Linked DNA regions of Drosophila melanogaster: region 1 is linked to region 2. Evidence: chromatin contacts called from public Hi-C data. All regions are on one chromosome and are shown on one strand. The core of a region is the stretch at or near the end of the contact, and the rest is flanking DNA. Distances in the headings are between cores, read along the strand shown.

Region 1 (2,700 bases), core at 18-2,517, 40 kb after region 2:
GCTTTAGATTTTTGCATTTTGCAATGATTGGCAGAAGATTATTGGAAATATCCGTTGGGCAGAATATCGAGACGCATAGCTCCTCCAGATTGGCCAGACAACCCAGCATCTCCACACAGTCAGTCGTTGAGTAGAAGCCCTTGAAATGCCGTAAGCTCTGGATGCGAACCAACTGGCAGGTCTCCTGCATAGTAAGACTCCCTCCGTCGATGGACAGATGTGTCAACTGAGATTTGGCAGCTAGAGCTGAGAGAAGTGGTTCAAAGGAGCCGCTTCTGCGAATGCCAAAGTAGGATAGTTCCCCCAGCTTCGGCAGCCTAGCCAGCTGCACGTATTCTGAAGAATTCGCGGGCATGCCAAACTTGAGCACCTTCAAGTTCTTGCAATGCGGCACTATGTGGCTCAAATTCTTCTGTATGCAGGCATAGCCCAAATGAAGACTGCGAAGATTGCCACTGGACCTGCAACATTTCACCAGAGCTGCGAGTGAAATTTTTGGGACGAGCATCTGCAATTCTTCGAGATGGCAAAGTTGGCTTACACGGTCGAAGCTGCTGTCTATATAGTTCGAAAATTAGCTGTTAGAAAAAATGTGTTTCAGGAAATGAATTCAGAATTGAAAGGAATATAATATTTTCTTACCGTCTCTAGCACGAATTTCCAATCTTCTGAGCTTCGGCAAATGTCTGACGGCGGTCAATATTTGATCGAATGGCTTTTGAATCGGTGTAACTAGCATCGATTCCTGCTTGACTACCAAATGTTCTAGCCTTAGCATACCGGCCAAAGTCTGGCAGAGAATTTGAAAACAGTTTTCTGGAGTTTCACATCCATAGGTTCTATAACATCTAGCCGTATCGAAGTGATCCAGGTCAATGGTCAAGCACTCTACTGTCTCGCGACAAATACAAAATTGTATCAGTTCAAGTCGTGAACTGTCTTTATCGAGGGTATACACGCGGTATTTAGCAGCACAATGATTTATAAAAAGCTGACGAAATCTATGGCATACTTGTGCGAAAATAATGCGATCTTCAGTGGTCAAAAAGTCAAATATATGGTATAGACAGTCGTTGTAGAGCTCTTCTATATTTGCGAGACCCATTACGGAAACAATTGAAAAAACACTGTATACGAATATCCATTCTAATCAATCGCAAGCCCAAGACGCGTCGAAAGTTATGTTATGTTATGAGTAATATTGTTATTTTCCCTCAGATTAGATACGTTCTAGTCAGCAATTGGTTAGACAACCAGTTTTACCGGGTATACCACATACTGACCTATGCCAATGGAATGGATTGTTTCGTGAAAAAAAAAGCTTCATCAGCTGATTGAAAGTATGAAGCTTTGTATTGAGTGGCGCCATCAGGCGGATAGATCGGTTAGCTAGAAAAAGCTAAAATTGTCTAGCTAAATTCTATTTTATAGATTATATGTAATTAAAGTAAGTATATTCTTGATTTGGATTCTATTGCGATCGTATGGTCTGGTACAGGGAATTTTACAATTGATTCTCGACTCGAGATACACATAATATGAATTTGCCATGGGGTTATCGTTTCACGGACTTCAACGTTCGTTGATCCCCAGCTCCAGAGTGATTGGTTTGCTCTTGACTTTTGCGCTTCCTTCGTTTTTTTGCCTGATTATCCAAGTTGGTCGTTTTTGAAAAGAAGCGAGTCGGTTGAATGCGTAAACAATTGGTCTTAGCTGGTTGGATGGCAGAGATCTTCGGTTTGGATGGCAGTAAAAGTTCGTGGCCGGTGATGCGTTTCATGGCTATGTACTGGCCGCAAATCTGCGGTAGAAAGATCTCCGATTCGTGGACATTACATTCTACGAGCACTACGCTGCCATTCGAGATGAGCTTGAGTGAAAACAGTGGACACCGGGAACCTTCCTCCGCAACTCTTCTAAATGGACTGCCATCGATGGACGCCGCCCAGGGGGCCAGACCTGCCGTCGCCGTCGTTATCCGAGGTTGGATCTGTGGGCGCTGGCAGATCTGACCATTGCCTTGACCCTGGACAGGCTCTTCACAAAATTCGACTTTTGGATTCGACCGACGATCTCGTATGATATTCCACAGTACGATGTCATTGTTGTATATCTGGGGTACAAAAATCTCCGACTCGTGATGTAGGGCGTCCACGAGGACCAGATTTTGGTCCGAAATCAATCGAATTTGAAAACTTGTCATAGCTTATCAGAAATATAACACACACACATAACAATTTTGTATAGTTTATCTTTTATTTTGAGCTATGAGCGAAAATTGATAAGTTTCTCTGGGAAACAACTGTGGAAGCGCTAAAGCCGAATATCAAAATCAATCACGAACTTGGCTGTTCTGGATAGTTGCATACTTTGCATTTACTAAGATCATATCTCATATCTCAAATGTGTCACCTCTGATAAGATAAGATTTTGAAAAAAAAAGTGCAGTGCAGTTGTGGCCACGCAAAAACCATTATAAAATTCTTATAATTGAATTTCTTATAACATGCTGCGCTGGCTGAACCCTCACCTTTAGTAACCGTGGTGGCCATGCTCCCTCCTTGCACACCTCATGCCCTCTCCAATTTTCTTTTACCGAGCATTGGTCATAAAATACCAGCAGTGGAGGAGCTCCGGCTGGAACATTTAATAGTTGGGGCCATAAATTCGCAGACTGATACAATTAGGGGAAATGTTCGG
Region 2 (2,700 bases), core at 4-2,503:
AGGGTGGCAGCACCGTCGTCATTGAAATTCCCGCATGATGGCGTCCCCTTGCTGACATAAAGCTGAAATGTACAACATTCTTCTTTGCGATATAAAAGTATATATGTTTTATTAAATAAATTTGTTTACAAAGCGTTGGAAATTTGTTGACCCTCTGATGGTATAAGTTTATGGGTTTCTTTCACTCTCTCCTGATTAGATTGCAGTTTCATTATGGTAGCAGCTTGATCGTTTAATAGCTCATCCTTTTCCCGCGTTTTACAAGTTTCCAAATTTAGACCCAATTCCAAATATGTGATTTGGTCATCTTTTTCTTTAATCTGTGCCTTATGATTTGCTATAACTTTTGAGTTTTCACCATTTATTTTATCTTTCTCCTTTATTTGAGCCTTGAGTGAAGTTATTATCCCTTTATTTTTTTCCAGTGTTTCGCTTTTTTGGCCTATCTGATTTTTGAGGGTTGCTATAAGAGATTTATATTCTTTCTCTTCAGAAATTATCCTACACATTTTAACGCTTAGAGATTGGATCATATGTTCGTTTTCAATATTTTTACTATCGCTTTCTTTCAAACGAGCTTCGAGTGTTGCTATAAGATCTTGTTTGTCCTTTAGCTTTACATCATTGTCGCCTATCTGAGACTTTAAGGACTTAATAAGTTGTGAGTTTTCTATTTCCGTTTTAGCCTTCTCTTTAATCTGCGCTTCGAGGGAAGAAATAAGTAACTTTTTTTCCTTTTCGCTTTCTTTAAAAAAAAAAATTGTTGATCTTAACTTTGATTTATTTTTGGTTGTCTCAAGATCTTGGCTAGAGTTTAACTTCGCTTTTCTTAAGGTTGACAATTCCTCCTCTAGTTTTTCAATTATGCTTGCCTGAGCATCAAATCTATCCTTATAATCTGATTTATAAAGGTTGTTAGACATTTTTAAGGCCTCAATTATCTCGTTTTTGTCCTTAATTTTATCGTCAAATATGGCCAACTTTTCGTTGGCAATTGCCAATTTAAATTCCATGTCTCTTAGCTTATTTTCAAGTACCATTTTTAAGTTCATTTTCGGTTCATCGAAATCGTTGCAGTCACAATAATTCGCCTAAAAAGATAAATGCTAAAATTAATGTTCTTCAAAAAGAAATACTATTTATACCTTCGAAAATGATTCTGTGTCATCTGAACTTAAATGCAATATAGCGCTTTTACTTCTTGAATTCATAGCGATAGAAAATATGTAGACCGCATTGGTTGGTAGGAAAAAGCGAACTGAAAGGTTCATTTAGGTTTTTTTTCTATAATAATCGAATATCTCCTGGTGTTACTCATTGCTTTACAATAATCTAATCAGGAGTTTGATTAAATATTGCACACTTGATAAGGTATAGCCTCAAAACCTCGGAATTGATTGAGTATTATTTTTTTTGCCCTGCAATCTCACAGCTTTTCCACTTTCCCAATTTTATCATATAAATGTAAATGATTTTTTATAAGAATTTTGGATTTTCATTAATTACGAATCCAGATCGTGGGTAACATGTAAAATGAATACAAATTGAATCAATTAGACGGCATCCGCTTGGAAATGAAAACCAAAAGATAAAGTCTGGGAAAACGGGGGCGATTGCTTCGGCCAAATACGAATTAATTTATTCTTTTCCATGTTCTTTTCGGCAGTTGGCCGTTGTAAAATCATTTTCCATTTCGCTGGCGTCAGAAAATGGCAGGAAAACAGGTTAAGTCGAGAGGACAAGCAGGTTCAACAACAACAACAACAACATCAACAAGGTAGGCAATTAAATTTATTTTATTTCTCCTTCCCGTTTCGTTTTTAAGTTTCTTAAGCAAGTGCTGGAAATCGTAGACAACACTTTCGTTTCAGGACGAAGCGGAAACGATAGGCAAACTTTGCTGCACCAGGATACGCAGCCCCTCAATGGCCCCGCCCACTTCCTCTTCCACTCACTCTTCGAATCCGTTGCTTTACATAGATAGCGGAAATGCTTGGCCCTGTTTTCGGGCCCTCTCGATTGCATATGCAGCTACTTTTATCGATTGGCTGAAGTTTGCACTCCTTGCCTATATACATATATTTAGGCCTCGTCCTGCCAGCTTTTGGTTCCACCTCCAACGCAATGTCATTGTCCCTGGTCGACTATTAACCCCTTCTGCAGCAATGACTATGGGGCAAGTACCCTTGGTAATATTAAATAGTCCATATCCGGGGCCAATGAACCGCAGTGAAGTGATTAGGCCCTTGAAGTTATCATTCAAAAGTATTGAACTATCTAGAACCAAAACAGGACTTAGTTTTATTTTTACCTTCTTACCTTCCAATAATACTAATTCTTCGATTATTAGTTTGATAATGTATATTGGCTCGTTTAATTGGCCATTCTAATATATACTTTTATTTAATTATTATAAAATATTTAGGAATATATTTTAGAAATATTCAATAAAAGAACATTTCTTCATTGAATGATTGTATTTCTTCTAGTGTTATAGTTTTAAAGAAACAATGTTATTTCTGTTTATTAGATATTTATTATAATATTCTTAATATTGATACAACTTGCTTTACATTTTCGCAATGTCTTTAAATTGAATTGCAAATAAAAAGTAGTGTTTGCGACTTCAGTTCACCCTTGAGAACTTTCCCTTTAGAACAACTATTTGCCGACTTCTAACGACAAGTTAGTCTCCTTGGT

What was found. A called contact is a pair of places that touch in the nucleus more often than the background predicts.
Region 1: a Hi-C map of the Kc167 cell line shows a contact between it and region 2, with 1.7 times the contacts expected there. A contact is called at or near these places in 42 of 107 Hi-C or Micro-C datasets (the Clone 8 cell line, the D17-c3 cell line, the Kc167 cell line and 11 more) and 4 of 7 datasets of targeted methods (the Kc167 cell line and the S2 cell line).

The regions. Positions count from the first base shown.
Region 1 is chr3L:12,901,470-12,904,169 of dm6, forward strand. It overlaps CG12520, which reads right to left and starts at 1,268. Exons shown (of 2, transcript NM_001300124.1): 1 at 643-1,268; 2 at 1-578. The coding sequence starts at 1,105. The coding sequence ends at 559. It overlaps CG32117, which reads right to left and starts at 2,242. Exons shown (of 1, transcript NM_168528.2): 1 at 1,456-2,242. The coding sequence starts at 2,203. The coding sequence ends at 1,556.
Region 2 is chr3L:12,861,667-12,864,366 of dm6, forward strand. It overlaps CG10943, which reads right to left and starts at 1,254. Exons shown (of 2, transcript NM_140352.3): 1 at 1,146-1,254; 2 at 51-1,091. The coding sequence starts at 1,052. The coding sequence ends at 126.